Linked DNA regions of Mus musculus: region 1 is linked to region 2. Evidence: chromatin contacts called from public ChIA-PET data. All regions are on one chromosome and are shown on one strand. The core of a region is the stretch at or near the end of the contact, and the rest is flanking DNA. Distances in the headings are between cores, read along the strand shown. Region 1 overlaps Rasgrp1 (RAS guanyl releasing protein 1). Region 2 holds the start of Fam98b (family with sequence similarity 98, member B).

Region 1 (4,870 bases), core at 845-3,344, 63 kb after region 2:
CACAACTTACAGGAGAGGAAATTCAAGGGTAGAAGGGTTGGGTAATATGTCCTAGATCAAAAAGACAGTGGGGCATAGAGGGAAGGATCTAGCCCAGTCTGCTTGATTCCAGAACTTTTTAAATTTCCTACGTACCTGGCTGCATGCTGTGTGGCCATCCGTCAGCCCAAGGGATTCATGTATTAAATGTGAAGCAGACTCAAGTGCTTTAAGAACATGTTTGACCCTCTGACTCTAGATTCTAGAAATGGTGCAAGAAAGCCTAGTTGGACTCAACCTGCATATAGAAAAATAACCTTTGTATTCTGATGATTTCTAGAAGTCTCTTATATGTCATGGTTGCTCCATCCTGATCTTGAATGTTGTCTTTAAGATGCCAGGGATTCTTGCCCAAGATACACAGGCATCTTCACACTCCCTGCCCCCATACCCTTTCTTCTACAGCTTCAGTAACATGCCCACATGGTGGTTTGTGAATCACACATGCTTTCTGTGGCAGTGAGAGCTGGAGAATGGTAAGGTCAGGAGGGGATGGCTCACTCAGTAAAGGAAGGCAGGGATGAATCGAGGGGAAGAACAAAGAGAAGTACTTTCTCTGTACACCTAGACAGGGTGTCACCTCTTCTCCCTTCCTGGTTCTCCTTTTTCTATGACATTGGCTTAGTCTCTTGCCCCTGCCCTACCACCATCTTTCTCCCACATGACCTTTGATGACTAGATAATCTCACCAAGGGAGCATTCCCTGCCTGCTCTCATCCCACAGAACAAACACTTCTTCAAGATGCTGGTCAGGGGGAATCTATCTACCTTCCAGGGTGCTGGATTTTATTTTGATAGTTTGTTATAATTGCTGTAAGCTGATTTAAATATTTCAATGAATAATTCTACTTTGTTTTCATCTTTAGGCTTTTAAAAATGCAGAGTGTCATATGAAAAATTCTAATAAGCAAAATGTGCAATGCATAATAAAATGTGCATAATTTTTCACTACCATCTGCTGTGCTAATTCTTAAAGGGGTTGAAACTTCAGTGGAGTGCACTGAACGTCACTCTTACCAACTTGCCTCAGGGAATGATGGACATATACTTCTTGGGAAATACCACAATGAAACACATCTAACCTGTGGACCATTTGCTTGAGGGAGTGAACAGAAGCTATGTGGGTATGTGGGCTCTGGAGTCATCTGTGTATGAGCCAACAATCCACTTTCTACCATCTACAGGCAAGAGCTATACTTTACAGAATCAGATTCTCAACTGCTCTTTATCTCCCTTTCTATCTAATGTACCTTTTTCCTTTAAAAAGCACTACAGGTCAGTGGGTGGGCATCTCACATCTACTTGTACCAATAAAGAAAAGTGACTCAGAAACTATTTTATATATAAAATATAAGGATTTCCAAAGGTGCCAATCCATGAGAGGTCACCTGTTTAACATGTATAAACATGGAGTCCATGCCCGGCACTGCAAAACCATGCTTTTATATTATTAATCAATATTGATCATGAAACTATTCTGCAAGGAGCAATGTCCTAGGTTCCAGAAGATATCTGAAGAGCTGAGGAAATGCTGCCATTAAAGAGTTCTGAATCTAGCTGAAGAAGGAACCACAGTTAATAGACCAATAGTTTTAGGCACCAAATGTTAGGAAGAGGAATCACAGGGGCCATGCTGAATGGTGGGAAGGTTAGGAGAAGGGAGAGACCCCATAGGGAGGATCAAGAAGTGGAAGAGACCACACGGTGGCAGGGGTGGGGAGAGCATTAAGAAAGGGAACAGATCTCACAGGGAGGGCTAGGGGAAGAGAGAGACCTCTTACATCTGTGCTGGTTCAGAGAGGGCCTCAGGAGGTCTCTGGCAAAGTGACTTGGAATGTCAAGGTTCACCTGTGTCTAAGTCTCCTCAGTCACTCTTCTTTTTCAGTTTTGTCTTAGATTCAAATAAGCTTCTAGCTTTAGACAGATGAACTGCTTCCGTGTGGTCTGAATTCTGTGAGAAAAACTCAGCAAAGGCTGCATTCCACATTCCTAAGCTTACTAATAGGGAAGGGGTGGCTTTCCAGTGAGACATGTCTGAGGGATACGATGAAAATACCACACTGCAAAGCTGACAGGAAGCACAAAGTCATGTGACCGACACCAGAGAGAAACTATAACACAGTCTTTGTGTCTCCTTTGTTTTGGTTTCTATGGAAACATCTTGATGTGTGAAAGATTTTGAGGGTACCAAAGGCAGAATGTCAGAAATCGGCATATTGAGAAGGAAGACGCATGGAGGTGGGGGTGGCTTGTATAACAGGAAGTAACAAGTATGCGCCATCCAGGGATCCGAGAAGCCAGGATCAGAAATCCTCGGGCAAGGCTGAACCTGCCAGAGGAGATCAGTATCCCAGAAATGAAGGCAGACTGGATCCAGGCAGAACCTAACAGGCACAGTCAGAACTCTGAACATCCGACAATGGGGCAGATGCTGCTTCTTGACAGCAAGACAATGCATTCTCTAAACTCTGGAAAGTACACCCCAAACTCTCTGGGCTTTGTGTCAGGTTCAGGGATTTTTAATGTTGATAGTGGCAGCTGAGACATCAAGTGTATGCGAAGGACTGTGGTTACATATACTTTCACCGCTTCTACTGCCTTATCAGCTTAAAACATATAATCCATGTCACCTTAATTTTTTAAAAAGGTCTTCAGCCTTCTAAACCTGGAGAGAACAGTATGGAGAAACCAAGTGTTGTGCTGAATGAGTGGGACCCATGACAAGCTTGCCAGTCAGTATGGCTGCTCTCCATAAGAAATGGAGGCAACACATGTCAGTCATGGTTATGGAGCTGGTGAATTGAATACCTAGCAGGAAGGGCTTTGGTCCCCAGCATTGGGTTCTTTCCTTGTCACTTCTGCTTGGGGTAGTAAAGTATCAGGAACAGCCTGAACATTTAGCCATCCATGCTATAAAGGTATTCCCACCAGTGCCCTGCTCTTCTTCCCACACCCAGCTCCATGAAGAACAGCTACACCTATATACAGATTCATCATTCTTTGTAGAACTAGAGAATATGCTCTAAAATTTTCCCCCAGCAATGCTAACCTTAAATCTACCCACTACTGCTTATGATCACAGAAGGTAGGTTCTACTGGTACCATTAGCCTGGGCCATCTAGAATGCTGACAGCCTCTGAGCCAATGGCAACTGGATAAAGATGGTGGCTTCCATAAGCTGACAGTAGTCTGAGTGGCCAGGAGAAGTGCTCTCTCTTTCTTCAGCAAACCAGGCACCAACAGTCACATCTCTCTCTGGGCATGCTCTGCTTCTGACCTAGATTTTTTTAGATGAGCGACTGCAATCTATAGATGTCTAATCAAGTGCACGGATTGCCTAAAGTGAGAAAGGGCTGTTTAGCTGCATTGGCTCTGCTGAACAAAACAGCTGATTTTCCTAGGGGGCTGCTTGCCTGAGTCTGGACCTGCCACATCTGTGGAACCAGGGATCTGAGAAGTCACAGGGGAAGTTGTCCTTAGCAAGTGTGCAAACTGGACACAGTTCCGAGAGTGAGTGGGTGGAGTGCAAAGAACTAAAGACTGTGCCGTGGCGGAAGTGGCACAGGAGGGAGGGCCCAGTGAGCTGACTCTGGTTTAGTGTGGTTACTTCAGACTCTGAGCATCACTTTTGGAAGACTATGCCCCCTTCTATTCCCAGAACCCATCAAATAGTGGAATTACCTGGCTGATTAGTATATTGCAGTTTGATTTGATTTAAAGGAAGCTGCCTCTGATACAGCCTTATTGGCAAACAGTCCGTGGCCCATCCCACTGTAACCTTAGGAATGCACCTTGCCAGGCAAAATAAAGCAATAGGCCAGGTCCCAACTTTCCAGAGGGAACCAGAGAACTGCCAGAAAGTGGCTGGTGGGGGGCTGGGCAACAATCAAGGGACTTGAAGAAGACAGAACTACAAACTGGGTGGGAAATGTGGGTTACTACTCTTCCTCTCACTTCTCTCTTGTCTATTAAATTCTAGGCATTTCTAACACAAAGCAGATTTCATGTTTGTGTGTGTGTGCTTTTTAAAAAAGAATATATGAAGCTGATTCTGTGCACAGCACTCCATACCCAAATACTGCTGGGAGAGAACTGGTCTCCCAGGAGTGCTGACACACCTGTAAGCATAGGTAAAACAATCACGTCTGTTCAATTTCCTGGCCCAAGAGGAACTCTCCCAGAGCCATCAAGATACAAGGAACCAAGGAACAGCAGGGAGACAAGATCCTTCCAGTTTCCATCTGCACCCCAGAGCTGACTGACACTGCACCACAGCTCTCCATACCCAAATTCTTCCCAGAGAGAACTGGTCTCCCAGGAGTGCTGACACACAGACTTTCAGGAGGCACAAGCCAAAGTCAGAGACAGCAAGACCAGCTAACACCAGAGATAACCAAGAGCAAGAACATAAGCAACAGAAACCAATGCTACTTGGCATCATCAGAACCCAGTTCTTTCACCACAGTGAGTCCTGGACACCCCAACACATCAGAAAAGCAAGATTCTGATTTAAAATCACATCTCATGATGAGGATAGAGGGCTTTAAGAAGGACATAAATCACTCCCTTAAAGAAATACAGAACACAGGTAAACAGTTTTAAGCCCTTAAAGAGGAAACACAAAAATCCATTAAAGAATTACAGGAAAACACAACCAAACAGGTGATGTAATTAAACAAAACCATCCAGGATCTAAAAATGGGAATAGAAACAATAAAGAAATCACAAAGGGAGACAAATATGGAGATAGAAAACCTAGGAAAGAAGTCAGGAGCCACAGATGCAAGCATCATCAACAGAATACAAGACATAGAAGAGAGAATTTCAGGTA
Region 2 (4,396 bases), core at 358-2,857:
GAACTACAGTCCAGAATTGGAAGGCTCACCAGTGACCCTAATCTGGAGGCTGGGAGATAGAAGTTTCTGACCTGGATCTGGGTATGGAGATCTTGAGGCATAGTGGCTATGGATTCCAGAAGATTAAGGCAGGGAAATCATACTTACCTGGCAGGGGAGATACCATGATCACGAAGGTGGTTTTCCCAGGGCGAGGTGTATCCATTGCACTCCGGATGTGCTGACCACTGCGATTTCCCCAAATGCGGGAAACTCGACTGCATAATTTGTGGTAGTGGGGGACTGCGTTTGTGCTCTCCCCTTTAAACAAACAAACAAACAAAAAGACAGGGAGATCTGAGTTCAAGGTATGGTGGCACACACCTTTAATCTGGGCTACACCTTCTGATGGAGACCATTTAAGGACATTGAAAGAAGGGAGTCTCACTTTCTCTCCTTCGCGCCTGCTTGCCATGTGGGACTGAGCAACTGCTAGGTCCTTGGACTTCCATTCACAGCTGTTACTGACCATTGTTGGGAGTTGGACTGTAGACTGTAAGTCATCAATAAATTCCTTTACTATATAGAGACTACCCATAAGTTCTGTGACTCAAGAGAACCCTGACTAATACACCTTCCCCTTCCTTCTCTCCCTCTTCCTCTCCTTCCATCTTTCTTTCTTTCTTTCTTTCTCTCTCCCTCCCTCCCTCCCTCCCTCCCTCCCTCCCTCCCTCCCTCCTCTCTCTCTCTCTCTCTCTCTCTCTCTCTCTCTCTCTTTCTTTCTTTCTTTCTTTCTTTCTTTCTTTCTTTCTTCTTTTGCTGTTTGTTTTGTGAGCCAGTGTCTTACTTTGTAGCTCTGGCTGGCCTGGAGCTCACTGTATAGACTAACCTGGCCTTGAACTCAGGAGAAACATTGACTCCTGGGTGCTGGGATTAAAGGCATGTTGTGGCCTTGCTTTTATTTCTTATGGATGTTTCTACTGCATCTGGAGCTGTACCTTTTGTTGCTAATACATTCATAAATGACCAGCAACACAATACAAAATCTTGAATATGTATTTGAAGTGGTTCTGCAGATAGATGAACACAACAACTCACTTATTTGGTTCTATATTCATAATGAAATGATACCCTAGATCTCTTCTTATTAGAGCACTGGCACATGTATTGGCTCAATGGACTTATGTATATAGACATCCTGTTACTTTTTAGCTGGAGATCATTATAGTTTCCTTTTGGGATTTTTGTTATAAAAAGCAAGATGTATGTGTGTGGGGGCGACTGGAAAGTTGGCTCATTGGTTAAGAATGTGGCTGCTCTTTCAGAGGGCTTGATCTGTTGCCCTCTGCTGGTTTCCGGAGCATCTACACACACCTGACACACACCATAAACAAAAATTAAAAAATCTAAGGTGGGGTAGTATTCAACACCTACAGTAGAATCATGATAGTAAAAGATAGTGACTTCACATGGATAAGATCTAACACAAAGATGCTTATTTATTTTTTAAAAGTCTATTGTTGCAAACATGGCTTTTACGTTGCACCAAGCAGGGACTCCTCCACGGTTGCCACGGCTACAAGTCCCGGAACCTTGGCGTGCTGACGCTGGTTTCCGGCGGGATTTTTAGTGACGAACAGCTTTGGACCAAGCGACCATGAGAGGGCCAGAGCTCGGGCCCGAAACCAGCATGGAAGGGGACGTTCTGGACACCTTGGAGGCGCTGGGGTGAGTGTTCTCGTGGACAACTTCTCAGAGGAGAGGACGCTGGCCCTGCGCGTGGCCGCTGTGGCACGGGCGTGCGCTTCTCCCCGGAGCAGGCCTTGTGTACCGGGCGGTGCGCAGGCCTCTGCGCTCCGGGTAGCCGGGACCCTGGGAGCCGGCGGGAACGAGCGGCTGCAGCGAGAGGCCTGGCTGTGCCGGCCGTTTTCCCTCTTTCATTACATTCAGCCTGCAGCCGGCTCCTCCCGGGCCTCGGGGGGGTGGGGGGGGGAGCCCTTTGTATGGACGTAGATCCTGCTCCCGCCGCACCGCAGTTGCGTCTGGACTGTTGTGTCGCGCATGCTGCTCAAATCGGTGGCTTACTCAGGGCTGGGGGAGGACTCACTCCCGCTTCTTAGACTGAAGACTCTTAGTTAAGTGTGAACCCCTGCATTTAACCTTCTCCATTCCTTAAAGCACGTTTGTGTGGTAGGCAGGGAGAAACGACAGTTTTCAGAACGTCGTTACCACTTTAGGTGTTAAGAGGAACCCCGGGGTGGCGGTGATGAGGCGATCTGGACAAGCAGTGTTACTCCCCTCCATCCTGGTGTTCTTCCCAGCGCTTGCTCTTTTTACCTGTTTGTCACATGAACTTCACCCAGAGTTTGAGAAACTTGTCAACTTTCTTCACTGATGGACTCCTCCTGGCAACATACTAGAGTGGGGCCTGTCACAGCGATTGAAGAAAAAGTTCAGAGGAGGGTGTGTACTTGTGAGCAAAGGTCCAAACGGTTGAGGGTTAATAAACGGATCCTTTCCCCAACGTTGGCGCCATCTGCACAGACGTTTACCTCCTTAAGGTGGTTTCATTTTAGGGTAACTGCTCCTAAAGAAGTTTGAAACTATCATGCCTGGTTCCCTTATTTTCGTTCCCTCAAACTATTTTGTTCTTTTTTTTTCTAGCAAGTGTTAACTTTTGTTGCACCCTGATAATGCATACTTTGCTGCTACTCAGCATAACAGAACCTTGAATTTACTTGATCTTGAATAAAATGTTTGTTAAATAAAAAAACAGAACCAGCACGACAACATCAGGGCTATTTGTATTTCTATGAAATTTTCTTAACCCTGCAGGGGAAATATAACTAATACGAAGTTAAAATACCTTGGTGTGCGTAGGCTCCAGCTTGGATCCCAGACATTTACAATTTTTGGGATCTTGTAGCCATTTATGAAGTGCGAAGACAGTGGTTTTATTCTTCTTTGATTCCTGAAACATATTGTTTCTACCATAGCATTTAAGAAAGTGAAATTTGCTCTAATGTTGACATTTACTGAGAGACATTTGTTTCACATTATTCAATATGAGAGTTAAAACTGTTGCATACTTCAGAATCAGTGTTCCTGGAATGGCCAAAGACAAGATTTTGAAGTTTGAAAACCCCCCTCTATGATAACGAAATGTGGGAAATGTTACTGATTATGTATGTTGTAATTGATCACTGTCTTTTCGGATCTTCATGTGGATTTCGAGTAGTAATGTATTTTTTTATTGTGATTAAACCACGTAGTTTATCAATGAAAGTGCTTTAGGTTGTCATGTAAAGTAAAAAATGAATGCAATGGCTTAGAAAGGAAAGCTGCAAAAGACCATTGTAGAGATGTAGAGTGTTATAACAACAACAACAACAACAACAACAAAAATATCGATTAGGAATCAGTTTCCTCTTCCCTGAAATGAGTATCCGAAAGCCAATGCTTTCATGCTTCTTTGGTTATAGTAGTCTATGATTTTGTGAGCAGTCCATCTCAGCTAGTTGGTCTAGCTGGGCATTGCAGCCTTGTAGAGAGCTGATAAAATGTTAGGGTCTCGTATACACTACCGACTCCCTGAGTCATACTCTTCAGGGATATATTATAGTGTTGCAGATGTTATAAAACTTCACAGCCTACGTTGAGAATCACTGCTCATTTCAAACATTTATGGAGTATGGCCGTGTCTTGGACACTGTTCTGAGCAGTCAAGTGGTGAGCAAGATTGACTTGATTCCTGGCTTTACAGAGCTCACAGTTAAGAGTAAAAACAGATGTGGTTGTCCATTATACAGTGTAATAAGTGCTTCAAAGGAAAATAATCAGGGTGATGAAACAGAAGCCTTATGGGTTAGCGATAGATTCCTGAAGAAGTGATAGCTGAGTTGAAGTAGGAAGGATGAGTTGAAATCCAACTAAATGAGATTAGATGGGAAAGGAGGATGGCGTGCTCTGAATGGTAGTAGATATAAGACCTTGAATCCTGCAGTGTGCTGTGTTAGACAAGAGGAGGTAATGTGGCTTAAGACAGAGAGCAGAGGCCAGGCTTGGTGTGGGCTGTGGAGTTTGATGAGAGTACCAGAACATGCAATACCTTTATATCTATTGTTGTTCATTTTTTCTTTATCTACTAATAAGACCTGGCAGATTATTAAACATCTAACTTGAAAGTTCCTTCTGCCGGCACACTAATTGGGGAATTTTTATTTAATAGTTTGGGAAAGACATGATGGCTGCTTAGTGGTAGTGGGTACATCATAGTGTAGAGGAAAGAAGTGCATTATGGGACTTAGTGATGGTCCTTAATTATGGGTCCCTAGTACTCAAGGATTCATTTCCTCCACCAGTATTTATTAAGCAACAAAGTGAAATGACACACCATGGAATCAAAATTGTGTAGGGA

What was found. ChIA-PET counts read pairs in DNA pulled down with a chosen protein or histone mark.
Region 1: a contact with region 2 is called in an RNA polymerase II ChIA-PET map of effector CD8 T cells, with 529 read pairs. The contact joins the enhancer-like site here to the promoter of Fam98b in region 2. A contact is called at or near these places in 1 of 15 datasets of contacts at CTCF or cohesin (CD8 T cells), 3 of 484 Hi-C or Micro-C datasets (CD4 T cells, CD8 T cells and nephron progenitors), 6 of 115 datasets of contacts at active chromatin or transcription factors (CD8 T cells, the SCID.adh cell line, bone marrow-derived macrophages and 3 more) and 2 of 9 other capture datasets (adipose tissue and liver).

Annotation. Positions count from the first base shown.
Region 1 is chr2:117,310,452-117,315,321 of GRCm38.p6, forward strand. The region is part of intron 2 of Rasgrp1 (RAS guanyl releasing protein 1); the gene reads right to left. Among named protein-coding and RNA genes, the nearest start is that of Rasgrp1, 30 kb to the right of the region's middle. Within about 2 kb of position 2,095, at least 63 of the 459 cell types and tissues checked have an H3K27ac peak or open chromatin away from gene starts, as enhancers often do. A contact at or near this core is called in CD8 T cells, effector CD8 T cells and memory CD8 T cells, where this site is marked.
Region 2 is chr2:117,248,132-117,252,527 of GRCm38.p6, forward strand. It overlaps Fam98b (family with sequence similarity 98, member B), which reads left to right and starts at 1,608. Exons shown (of 8, transcript NM_026620.3): 1 at 1,608-1,707. The coding sequence starts at 1,637. It overlaps Gm25189 (a small nuclear RNA gene), which reads left to right and starts at 140; the gene lies at 140-303.